4 separate regions of the Mus musculus genome follow, and all the other regions are linked to region 1. The links are chromatin contacts, called in public Hi-C and HiChIP or PLAC-seq maps. All regions are on one chromosome and are shown on one strand. Each heading gives the region's core, a stretch centred on a gene start, on an enhancer-like site or on the middle of the called end of the contact. The rest is flanking DNA. Distances are from core to core; before and after follow the strand shown. Region 1 overlaps Gm40841 (a long non-coding RNA gene). Region 2 overlaps Cdkal1 (CDK5 regulatory subunit associated protein 1-like 1). Region 3 overlaps Cdkal1 (CDK5 regulatory subunit associated protein 1-like 1). Region 4 has its middle 24 kb from the start of A330102I10Rik.

The links. A called contact is a pair of places that touch in the nucleus more often than the background predicts. HiChIP or PLAC-seq counts read pairs in DNA pulled down with a chosen protein or histone mark.
Region 2: a contact with region 1 is called in a Hi-C map of cortical neurons, with 3 times the contacts expected there. The contact joins two enhancer-like sites. A contact is called at or near these places in 1 of 484 Hi-C or Micro-C datasets (cortical neurons), 1 of 115 datasets of contacts at active chromatin or transcription factors (bone marrow-derived macrophages) and 2 of 9 other capture datasets (embryonic tail and embryonic trunk).
Region 3: a Hi-C map of neural progenitor cells shows a contact between it and region 1, with 1.7 times the contacts expected there. The contact joins two enhancer-like sites. A contact is called at or near these places in 1 of 484 Hi-C or Micro-C datasets (neural progenitor cells), 4 of 115 datasets of contacts at active chromatin or transcription factors (the SCID.adh cell line, T-cell acute lymphoblastic leukemia, astrocytes and 1 more) and 1 of 9 other capture datasets (embryonic stem cells).
Region 4: a contact with region 1 is called in an H3K27ac HiChIP or PLAC-seq map of double positive thymocytes, with 5 read pairs. The contact joins two enhancer-like sites. A contact is called at or near these places in 3 of 115 datasets of contacts at active chromatin or transcription factors (the SCID.adh cell line, bone marrow-derived macrophages and double positive thymocytes).

Annotation. Positions count from the first base shown.
Region 1 is chr13:28,416,100-28,419,123 of GRCm38.p6, reverse strand. It overlaps Gm40841 (a long non-coding RNA gene), which reads left to right. Exons shown (of 3, transcript XR_003950511.1): 1 at 1-39. Among named protein-coding and RNA genes, the nearest start is that of Gm40841, 3.9 kb to the left of the region's middle. Within about 2 kb of position 1,438, at least 225 of the 459 cell types and tissues checked have an H3K27ac peak or open chromatin away from gene starts, as enhancers often do. A contact at or near this core is called in cortical neurons, double positive thymocytes and neural progenitor cells, where this site is marked.
Region 2 is chr13:29,415,171-29,418,194 of GRCm38.p6, reverse strand. All of the region lies in intron 13 of Cdkal1 (CDK5 regulatory subunit associated protein 1-like 1), which reads left to right. Among named protein-coding and RNA genes, the nearest start is that of A330102I10Rik, 400 kb to the right of the region's middle. Within about 2 kb of position 1,489, at least 73 of the 459 cell types and tissues checked have an H3K27ac peak or open chromatin away from gene starts, as enhancers often do. A contact at or near this core is called in cortical neurons, where this site is marked.
Region 3 is chr13:29,369,525-29,372,548 of GRCm38.p6, reverse strand. The region is part of intron 13 of Cdkal1 (CDK5 regulatory subunit associated protein 1-like 1); the gene reads left to right. Among named protein-coding and RNA genes, the nearest start is that of A330102I10Rik, 350 kb to the right of the region's middle. Within about 2 kb of position 1,413, at least 68 of the 459 cell types and tissues checked have an H3K27ac peak or open chromatin away from gene starts, as enhancers often do. A contact at or near this core is called in neural progenitor cells, where this site is marked.
Region 4 is chr13:28,990,748-28,993,771 of GRCm38.p6, reverse strand. No RefSeq gene overlaps it. Among named protein-coding and RNA genes, the nearest start is that of A330102I10Rik, 24 kb to the left of the region's middle. Within about 2 kb of position 1,396, at least 38 of the 459 cell types and tissues checked have an H3K27ac peak or open chromatin away from gene starts, as enhancers often do. A contact at or near this core is called in double positive thymocytes, where this site is marked.

The sequences.
Region 1 (3,024 bases), core at 189-2,688:
TGCATGGAGGAACTGTAAATTGCAGTGTGGATGTCCCTGGTACTGTCAAGGAAGAAACTGATGGGCTGGGTGACTGTACAGTGTCCCCAGAGAAAAATAGCAGCCTTGCAGCATGGATTTAAGTGCATGTGCATGCGTGTAGAGACATGGAAGAGACTGTGTAACACATACACACACAGAGAGAGATATGAGAGAGAGAGAGAGAGAGAGAGAGAGAGAGAGAAAGAGAGAGACTCTTTGCTGGGTTGGGTTTGATTACAAGCCAGTGTTTTCAGCTCCTGCTCAAGACCTATTTCCTGGCTAGCCAGAAAGCTCGGCCAGAGCAGCTGCATATAGACTTTTCTTTTTAACGGCATAGCAAACCCCTTCAGTTTTAACTCCTTGAAGTTCTAAGTGCTCAGCGTTGGGCTAAGGCTCACTGTACGGTTTTGTTTTCTTCTCCTACAGAGCCCTGTAAACACAGCTGTATTCAGTATGGCAGAAAAATTCTGTCCCTTAAATAGAAATGCGATCAATTTAATCAAAATAAATGTATCCCAGATGACTCTGAGGCCAGCTGGATACCACAGGCTTCAGAAGCTAAGCATTCAGTGGAGATGGATACAGTGTTAGATTTACATGCTTTCAAATGCTAGGATCAGCTATGCTTAATAAAGGAAATTCTTTAAGGAAAAGGGAGGGTCCTCCTGGCACCCAGCTATAGATGGTGACCACAGGTGCTGCTGCTGATCCTGGCACTGGGGTTTGTGGCTGTCGAGCTTGCAGGGGTGTGTGGCATGAGGCAGGGCACGGCTGATGTCAGTGTGAAGAAAGCTTGCAGCCTGCTTGAGGCTGTAGGAAGGAGGAGGGTGGCCTCTCATTGCCTCTGTCGGGGCTTGGCTGGTACTAGAAGCTTGTAGATAGATAAGGGTGAGCTGGGTGAACTGAGCTCTGAGCCGGGAGCAAGCAGCTTTCCCAGTTGTCATGGGGGCTCCTCTGGGACGCCTGTCTGGCCTGTCCTCCCACTGTTTGTTAGAAATTCTACAAAGCGGCTCTGTGTGCTGGATTATGTTTGGCCAGCTGTTGGTGCATTCCTGAGGGTGGGGTGGAGACAGGATCTTATTACTGTACTTCCAAACTGTAGATCTATGTGGGGAGAGAGAGAGAGAGAGAGAGAGAGAGAGAGAGAGAGAGAGAGTGTGTCAGGATGTGGTGGGGAGAGGAAAGAAACGCAAGCAAGTCTGATAATCCCTTCTCCTTCTCCAGGTTGTGCTAGAGGAGCATTCAGAAAGGCTATGAAGTGAAAGAGAGAAAGGAGAGGGTAAGGGGTGGGAGCACAGTGGAACAGCCATGAGACAAAGCAGAACTTCAAAGCTGCAGAGACGAGCAGAATGTCAGCAGCTTGTAATTAGCGGTTCATGGTTGCGTCAGAGACTGTATCTCTCCAAGAATAACTGTGTGCTGTGTGCCACAGAGTGCAGAAGACAGTCATAACTAAGTTATCAAGCACAGTTCAAATGAGGGCAGACACATGAAGGCATTTTCTGTTTGAAAATTAAGCAGGGCTGAAGTGCACATCTCACTGGCTGGATTCTGCCTAACTTCTGGCAGGAAATGCTCAGCGTATAGGAGGGTGTTTGTTAGATCAAACAGGGGACCCATAAGCATGCAGACTGAGCATGCAAGCTCCGTCCCTGTAAAATACCGTCCCAAACAGCCCGGTACTGCACTGCTGGGGTCCTGTCTCCGTATATACCCATTCGCTTTTGTATGCCAATGGGAGAAAGTTAAAAGTACACCCAAGGACATATGTCCCCATTAGATTCTAAAATCCCTACTATAGAATTAAAACCTGACTGCAGGTTCTGAGTTGTTTTGGTATTCTTAATTTATACGCTGAAGAAGCTCTTTTTTTGCAATTATCTTGTTGGTAACCCTGTGAGGAAGCGACATACCACTATATGATGTTGAAGGGCACCTTTCCCTTCCATCCCCTGTCTCTGTTATTTGGAGGTGTGGGGCGTTCTCTGGAGCCTCCAGGAGGAGCTGGTGGGAGGAGCTGATTGGCTAGCAGGCTCAGCGTGTTTACTCTTATTTGTTTTCAGTGCTCCTTCGCAGCGTGCATTTAGTATTTGTATTTGTGTTCATGCTGCACAATTACTACTGACCAGCTTTGTTTCTCTGCCCGAAGCGAAGTCAATTTTAGTTCAGCCCCTGCAGTTGAGTCCCTGGACAATATGCACATATGTATTATGTTACCCGTGTATGCACTTTTCCTTTTAAAAACGTGGATTAAGGAAAATTGTAGGCAAGGAGAGACGTGTATATGAAATCAATAGCTTTTTGAATCACATGTAATATAATTTAAATATACTCACTTTAAGATTGCCAAAGCCTATGTTGTCTGAGCCCAGTTAATTTACATCTTCGATTTAGTCAAGAGGTGGAACCTGCCAGATCAGAATGCTGTATTCTGTGCACCCAACAGGGTGGAAGACATTATTTTGTTTGTGTTAGTTCAAACAGCTGGTCATTAATGCAGTCCCCATTTCTAGAGAGAAACGCTGGTGGACATGAATGGCTGTCTGATTAATGCTGCCCCTCGGAGGGTCCTTCACCCAGCCATGCTCCTGCAGAATAATGTAGCATGATGTGATTGCACTCTAACAGGATAGTATGTCATTGTGTCACCAAGCAATTGAGGTTATTATGGGGCAGGGCAGACAGACGGGACAGTGGGGTTACTAGACCGTAGCATTTTTAGAAATACAGGCCTGACCTACTTAGAGTTATTCTGGCAGGCAGCTGCACGGTACATAAAGTCTCCTGATAGGCTGAAGCTGTTGCTAGGGGGAATTAGCATGAATTTTTCCACACAGAGACTCAGCGACTGAATGATAAAAGCTGACTGGAATTAAAGAGATTTGGTTTAGCATTGTACAGATTGATCTGCCTCAGTTTTTTTTTTTTTCTTTCTCAAGTGCCAAGAAAGAGTGCAAAAAATAGAGACTTCTTTTTGTTTGTTTGTTTCTATTAGTTCTTTGA
Region 2 (3,024 bases), core at 240-2,739, 1.0 Mb before region 1:
TTGTAGTAATAGGAGACCAGCATGGGTGCTTGAAGTGGAACTTGGCTCCTTTGCATGAGCAGCAAGCCACCCTGTAACTGCTAAGCCATTTTGTCAGCCCCATGAATGAATAGACAGCATATCTTTACTAAGGTATCAAAGACATAAAATGGAAATTTGTAGCCACAGAAAAATTCCTAACCCAGCTGATAATTAAAACAACATAAATTTAAATAGCTATAAATCATTGTTCTCCTTGTAACGTTTAATGTAGATTTTTGAGTTGACAGTATAATATAGGATGAGAATATTAATTTCAGAAGGAGCCTTAAAGTTCACATGAGTTAGAATAATTCAGCTTCAGAGAAATCTACCCTACGGAAATAATCAAGACAAAAATACACCTCTCTGCTATATTATTAGAAGAGAGGGGGGAAGAGAGGGAGAAAAACCAGAAATGTTTGCCTTTAAAGAAACTACTTATACCACCTCTGGGTCATTTGGCTAAGATCACCTCCAGGGATCAGTTCCATATGTGTGCCCCAGTAACACTTAACCAAGAACCTATGTCTATGCAGAATCTATAGCAATGCTCATATGAAGATGCTCCTGTAATAGCAGACGGTGGTTGGAAAATATCCTACATGAGTTATAAATTCTGTCCTGTTTCAAAACTATGGAATGAAAGCAGAAAGAAATGGCATTGTTTTCACCTCTCCCCTCCAGTGTAGCTGCTTACAATATAATTTTTATCTTTACACAACACATTAAAGCTTTCACTTTTTTAACCTTTATGCTTGTGACTTTTAAAACACCATTTAAGTATATCAACATTTTTGCCACAGAACCCTTCTAAAGAAGTTGTATTTGTTTGAATTTCCCTTTGCTTGCACATGTATCTCTCCCTGGAACTAGAATTCCAGTGGCTATTACAAGGCAGTTCCTGTATATTTATTTTCATTTTTTGTGAGGTCCTATAGGGCATAGGAATCATTCAACATTTTCTAAGTACACATGATCCATTTACGAAGACAAAGCACCTTGTGTTTCTATAGTTGGTTTTATGTAAAGCTATTAAAGGAACAGGAAATGTCCTTCGGCCGCCTTTCTCCCTACAGCTGCCCCAGAAATAGTCATTAGTATTAAACACAACAGTCTCAAACTGTTTCCCGTAGATCCATGGAAAAAGACTGCAGAGTCACACCGAAGCACTTGGGGTTGTTTAGAATAAAGCCCATCCAAAAGCAGTGAGATGCCAGTTTACATGTGGGATGGCAGCGGCAGCTGCCTTGTTACTGTGTGGCACTGCCCCATCCTAAATCAGATGGGAGATGGGTGCTGCCTGACAGAATCTGTCATCAGCATTAACATTATTAAAATAATTTAAAAGCTGCTGCTTCCTTTTTCAAGCTTAAGGGTGGGCTGTTGGTTTGTCCAGGCCTCCCTGGCTTTGGTTCTGAGGACTCCAGGCTCAATATTCCCACACCAGATTTTCTATCCAGCCAGGCCCCAGCTACCAGTTTTTATCCCAGTGGGACAGTGCAGCTATGTTCCTGGCGTTTTCTGCCTATTACCAGTTAGGGTCTGTGAACAGAATCTCCATTTGTGAGAACCTCATTGTGGATAGCACGCAGTGGTCTTTTCATTTTGATTGATGCCTCTGGTTCTGCACCATCTGGCTTCTGATAGGCTGCATTAATCATATCCCGAACTAAGAAAGTGTAGACATGTCTGCTTAATATGTACCCATACATAATGTAACATTAGTTATTCATTCAGCTTGCAAGGCAGAGTCATAATATACGCAAGGTCTTTATATAGTAAAGCATAAATATTAATATGAGACCCATTAATGCTGTTTTTACTTGTACTAACCTCCCCCTCATACATTTGTTTATGAAGATTGAGGAATTAAGAAAAGACCGTGTACACAATTTGCATGAACACACCACATTCTGCTGGCACCTCATATGGCTTTAGGGTGATGTGTGTCCATCACCCAATACCATGAGTTCACTGTCTTCTCTAGTTGCCTTGAAATACAGGTTAAATGCAAGTGGCAAACAGATAGCTTTTCTGTCATATGAACTCCCTGCACCAATGGCAGCATCTGTTTCCAGGGCTCGCTGGGAGCAACTGTGGCCCTGCTCTTTTGTGCTGCCTCTGGCTGGCCCCACTCCTGACAAGCTCTGTCCCCTGCTGTGCAATAGTATTAAGAAAGAAGGAGGACCAGGAAAAGCAAGATAGGGATTCACAAATCAAATAGAGTAGACTCTAAATTTAGGGCCTCCAGCCTTATCAGTAGTTCAAATTTGGTTTTGGAAATTTGCTAGGGCCTTTTCCAGGAGGAGAGATTTAGTGAGTATTAATCATAATCTCTTCAGTATGGAGAGGAGGGAAGGGAATGGATTTCAACTCTCCTGGGAAGTTACCTCGCTCAGCATCTCAGGAGCATATTTTTTGCAGTAGCAAATTAAAACCATAACTTCAAAAAACACATTTTATGTTTTATTAATTGTGTTTTGTCATAACAATACCATATTCCTATGTGGTTACATCTTCTTATATGTGCGCCAAACACAAACTATGTGTTTTAATGAATTATACCATTGAAGTGTGAGCGAAGATTAATGCTTGTATGCCACAGAATGCAAAATACAGCACACAGTGTAATAGTGATCAATCATGGGATAAAGCCTGGGAAAGCAGGCGCATACTCAGAGTTGGTGTTGAGAAAGAAGCACACTGCAGCTTCGGTTTGAAATGTGATTTCATGAGGTTTAATTAGTTGCCTAAGCACCAGGAGCAATAGCCATAGAGCATATGTCAAATATTACCTGCTCAGAAACTGTCATCTTAAGACTCATCATACTAAAATGGCACATGGAGAGCTCGGAAAAATCATTCCAGGGGTAAAATCCATCATTTAACATTCAGTTCATCTGCTTCTTATTTTAAAATTCATTTTTATGTTTCTTCCAATAATTTAGAATTCATTATGCTTAATTCACTTTATTAATTGATTTTTTCAGTGCACTCACAGTC
Region 3 (3,024 bases), core at 164-2,663, 950 kb before region 1:
TGGGAAAAAGGAAAGGTCTGACTTTGTGTGACTTTAGGGTGGCAGGAATATGTGCTTGAGCACAGGGCATATGAGAGGAGCATGGATGGGCCTAGTACTGGTTAGGACCATAAAACAGGGACTATGGTCTAGCACAACTCTGGAGTCCCAAGTCCTTTACCACATATTAGAAGGCCTTGTAGGATTTAAGTGCTCCCCAAAGGCTATTTCAACTATGTACTGTCCCACACAAAATATTATAGCCTTCAAGTGTCTGGACAACTTTCAGTCTAGCTTCAGTGGTCCCAGCGTCTCCTGGTGCCTGCCATACAGTAGTCCTAGAGGAGTTTGGAAAGCCCAGACAGACTGCATAGGTTTTCCCAGGCAGGCCAGCCAGTTGGCTGCTTTTTCCTGTGCCATTCTGGGAGCTGCAGCAAAGGTTCCTGTCTGCATCTGTGATAAACAGCTCTCCTAGAGCGGCCACAGACCTGGCTAGATTTGGCTTCAGTCCACAGTGCAATATTGTGCTTGGCAGCTGAAGCCATTATGGGAAAGGGGGGGGAAAAATCAAAGAACTCTCGCACCAAATTTCCTTTTGAGAAGGGCATTACTGATCAAAAAGTAGTGTTCAGAACTGATAATTGCTTAGATTAAATGACTGTGTCATTTTTTTTTATTCATCTTCTGGCTCAGCCCTTACCCCAGAATAGATGAATATTAGAATTCATTGAGACTTTTGGTTTTTTTAGCAATCACTCTAGAGAAATAAGTTTGTTTGCTTATTTGGTTCAGTGGGATCTTTTATTCTTGGTTTAAATATGTGCAAAAAAAAAAAGTCCCCTGTCCACAAGTCCTGTCTGTCTCCCCGTGTTGAATTTCATGTATTTTCACACTTGTCTGTCATCCAAAGGAAGCACAGAGACGAGGTCTGAACCAAGACTCTCATTTAAATTGCATGATGTGTGCATGTACGTGTGCACCCAGCTAATTACAGGTTGCAATAGAATGTGGTAGGATTTCAATTTCGCTTCATTATGTCTCAGACAGGGACATAACATTGAGAAGGAATTGCTAGGCTGGGGGAAGAGAAGCACATAGGTAGAAGTAAGTTTCTTTCAATGCAGACTTTTAAGGGGGATGGGATTTAGTTTGGGGTCTTGTTTTGTTTTGTTAGGTCAACAAAGACCTCTTTCGGTGGGAGTCCTATCAGATGGATAGCAGGACTTGCTTGTGCTTAAGAAGATCCATTGCCCCAGCAGAGAAGACTGAGAGTGCAGGTGTCTGGTCCTGCAAGTGGATTTTTCCCCCTACTGCCCAGATGCTTGGCTAACAAAGCAGAGGCTCTCCAGCTCTGGTCTCAGGGTCTCCCGGAGCTAAGCCTAGAAGCAAGGGAAAGGAAGGATAGCAGGAGAGAATAATTGCTATTCAGTCTTCTTTAATGAGATGTATGGCCCGCTGCTGAAAGATTGTGGCTGTGTCTTTTGTTATGCTAATTAGACACCATTAGAGCTTGGCAGTCTTTGATTTCTGCTTAATCCTCTCTGCTTCCTCGGCCTCAGTCCTGACTGGCAAATGGTTGGCAGATAGTGGGCTGTGTCTCACCACACTTGTTATTTATCACTCCTGTGTACACTGACTTCTCTGGTAGAGAGGTGGATAATAAAAGATTTATTTTACCAAAGCCGGTATGTGTTTTGGGCATTCTTTTTTTTTGGCTTAAAGTTTTTTGTTTTTTGTTTAAGTTTGGAAATGAGCATCCCCCTCTCTGCCTTTTTTAAGTTCCTCTGCTATTGCTGTTTCTGTGGCCACTTTTTCAGTCATAAAGAATATGTGACAGTTTGGATCATCTTTCTCCTAGTCCCAGGATGTCCCAAAAATCCCAGTGTAAAATCTCAAATTGATTACACCCTAAAATGTTAGGGAAGCTGTAATTTGGAGGGGGTTGGAGAGACGCAGGAATAATTTAATGGCCCAAACAACAATCGAGCCTGTCTTTACAATTTGCAGATACAGCTGCCTTCTTATCTAAGACTTACCTGAATGGCCCTCTTCTGAATAGTACAAGGGGTGGTGTGACCTGTGAGAGTCTCTGACAGCATCACAGTGATCTAGAGTACCCATGTGCAGGAAAAACTCAGGGTAAACTACAGATTTTTTTTTTAATTTCCTGCTAGCCATATTTTTTAAAATGTGCTCAAGTCCCCGTTCCGTGTGTGTGTGTGTGTGTGTGTGTGTGTGTGTGTGTTCCTAAATTCATGAATATAGCCTGCTTGATCTATATAATGTTACTTGTGTGCATATATTTTCAGGGCTAACCATTCAGTATTGGACAACCCATCCCTTCCTGTTCAGCTCATGAGACTTCATGGGTGTAGCTTATGACACTTCTAGGGAACAGAGTCTCTCAGAAAACTGCCCGTTCTGGCTCCTACAACCTTCCTGTCCCCTCTTCTCCAATGATCCTGAATCTTAGGTGTAGAAGTCGTGCTATAGATATCAGTTGGGACTAGCCTCCACAACTCTACATACCAATTGGGGGTGGTTTTCCATGGTTTTCCCTCTGTTGCAAAGAGACGCTTCCTTGGTAGGGATGAGAACTACACTTGTCCAGATAGACCTGGAGGAGGGTCCCCAGTACCACCTTTTAAAAGTGAAAAGAAACTGGTACACTTAGACTTAATCTTATATATAAGTCAGTTTACCAAAAGTGGTGTTTTAACAAGAAAACAGTCTAAGCCAGGCGTAGTAGTAGTGGCGCACACCTTTAATCCCAGCACTCAGGAGGCAGAGGCAGGCAGATTTCTGAGTTCGAGGCCAGCCTGGTCTACAAAGTGAGTTCCAGGACAGCCAGGGCTACAGAGAAACCCTGTCTCGAAAAACAAAAACAAAACAAAAAAAGAAAAGAGTCTAAAAACCAGTGTAGAATTTTACATGATTTTATTCATATTAACTTCTTGTTTTAAATAAAGGTCTCAGTTATACAGGCTAGTATCTCTCTCCTATAGCCAGGCACAACCTCGAACTTTTGATCCTCCTGCCTCCGTG
Region 4 (3,024 bases), core at 147-2,646, 570 kb before region 1:
GACTTTGTCAAAATCTAACACCCTTCATGATAAACATCCTGGAGAAACTAGGGATACAAGGGATATCCCTCAACATCATAAAGACATAATTTACAGCAAGCCTACAGCCAACCTCCGCCTAAATGGAGAGAAACTTAAGGCATTACACTAAAATTAGGAACAAGACAAGGCTATCCATTCTCTTCCAAACCTATTTAATACAGTTCTTGAAGTCTTAGCTAGAACATTGAGACAACTGAATGAAATAAGGAAAATAAAAAATAGAAAGGGATGAATATCTTCATTAAAAGGTGATATGCCAGGCTGGAGAGATGGCTCAGCGGTTAAGAGCACTGACTGCTCATCCAGAGGTCTTGAGTTCAATTCCCAGCAACCACATGGTGGCTCACAATCATCTGTAATGAGATCTGACGCCCTCTTCTGGTGTGTCTGAAGACAGGTACATTGTACGCATATTAATTACATAAATAAATCTTTACGGGGAGGAGGAGGGGGAGGAGGAGGAGGAGGAGGAGGAGGAGGAGGAGGGGGAGGAGGGGGAGGAGGGGGAGGAGGGGGAGGAGGGGGAGGAGGGGGAGGAGGGGGAGGAGGGGGAGGAGGGGGAGGAGGGGGAGGAGGGGGAGGAAGAGGAGGAGCTGAAGGAAGAAAAGCTTGAGCAGAAAAGAGCAAAGACTGAATGAACTCTGTGACATGTGACAGGAGTCACTTTGCTGCTCTTTGTGTAGTAGACCATATGAAGGATACCTCACGTCCTGTACAGGGGGCAGACGCACCGCTGACCCTTTCTCTCAGGAGATGGTGTGCAGTCGGTAAGTATAGTTAGGAAAACTGGGAGCAATGTTGGAAGAGTCTTCCCACAGTACCAATAAAGACGCTGGAGCTCAGGGGCCTCGTCCCACTCAAGCGTCCAGTAAGTCCCAGAACTGGGCTCGCACTCACTGCGCCTGACCCCGGATTTCATTGATCACCTTCGCAATCTTCTTCGCCACAGATTAAAAAAAAAAAAAATGTTGTTCTTTGTTTTTTCAGATGGGGAAATTTTCAAATGATTGTGCTTTGCCTCTGAGTCTCCTGCTCACAGTCACAGGGAGCTGGGGGGGGGGGGGGGGGATGCACAAAAAGGCACTTAAAAGCTTCTGCAATGGTCACAGTGCTAAAACAAACACAGACTGATAAGGGTCCCAAGTTCCCCATTGGATCTTCGAGTGGGTCTCTTCAGTGTGCCCTTGACGCCAGGATCCTGGTATGCATGGATTTTCTGGGACTCTTTCCACACAGCAAACAGTTAGTAAAATGTTCTTACTGCTCTAGCTTGGGACAGTACTAGCATAAACATTTCCTTAGTATTTAATGACTCCACCTCCCTCCAACTGCTGCAGCTGCAGTAAGGCAGGCGACGCAAGCAGAGATTAGATACAGGATATGCACCTGGCTGGCCATAAATGCTTCTTAGTTGTTGGTAAAGGTTAACAGGCCCAGTTCTCTTTTCTCCTCAGACCCAGAATGCGGGGACATGAAAGGGAGCTGTAATTATTTATAAACAATAAAAACTTCTGTGTGAAGCTTGCAATGAATGGATGGGTTTATCTGCCCACTTCAAGTGAAGTAGACAGCTTTTGCTGTTTGTTGTGAATAGAAATGCCCCCATTTCCTCCTCCTCCTCCCTCTTCCTACATTTCCCCTTCCTTCCCCTCCTCCTGTCCCTCCTCCTTCAAGTGGTCCTGAACTATATGTGGTTAGACTCTGTTTTTTTCTCCATCAGAGTGCCTGGGAAATCTGTGCTGGGTATGATTCTTTCTGCCCTGGGTAGATTCTCGTCGTGAGGATCTGAACAGGTCTTCCTTTGGTTCTTTCTGACCCATCTGCTCCTAGCTGGCCTCTGTTCGTATCACTCTGGTTTCCCCGACCCAGCAACCACCCTGAAGTAAAAGAAGTATCTTTCAGCATGGTTGATGGGACAGAGCTGGCCGGGTTGCACTGAGTCCTTTCCTGAGTCTGCGACTCCTGACTGTTGGGACTCTCCATTCTGACCAGCGCAGCTGTCTACCATCTTCTAAACTCCAGTGTGGTCCTTTTGAGAATGCTTTCATTTTCTAAAGCTGCTCAAAGACTCCACCTTGGCAGATCGAGCAACCGTGCACTCTTACCCACACCCCTGCAAGCACCCCTACTAACACACTACACTCCTGTGACCAGTACATACAAGCACAAGCTCTTCTTAAAAATCTCTCTGATTCTGTAGAGTTCAGAGCACACCGGAACTTCAGATTGAAACCTGTCCTGTTGCTATCAGTTCTCTCTCGGTTTCTGGTAAGTTTTCCATCTCTCAAGTATGAGAGTCCACTATTTTACATGATAACATTTCTCTCTGAATTGGGAATACCGAAAGCTACCATGAAAACAGATGTTGTCTATCACTGTAGTGACGGCTACAGCAAAAAGAAGCACACACAGTGTACGCATTGGGCTACAGGGAAATGAAAGCACATAGAATTGTTCTATATTAGTTATTCTCTCTTGAAACTCAATATAAACTCCAGGGCTCCTAAAATTACACGAAGGAGTAACTTTCCAGAAGTTTAAAGCTCAATGAGACAGCGGTTACTGTAGAAGGTATTTATTTGTTTACTTATTTATTTATTTTAAAGATTGATTTTGCTAGGCAATGGTGGCATACACCTTTAATCCGAGCAGGCAGAGGCAGATGAATATTTGAGTTCAGCTCCAGCCTGGTTTACAGAGTGAGTTCCTGGACAGTCAGGTATGCACAGAGAAATTTTGTCTCAGAAACAAAAGCAAAAACAAAAACTTAAAGATTGATCTCATTTTTAATATGGGGGGGGGGAGGGAATGTGAATGCTTGGATCTCCCTGTTACTGGCGTTTCAGAAGGCCGAGAGGCACTCTGTAGTGTTGGAAGCCAATCCCAGGTGTTCTGTATGAGCAACAAGTGCTCTTAAGCACTGCGCCACCTCCCCAGCCTCCTGTAGAAGGTCGTTAAAGGGGTGACATCTGTTCAATTCAT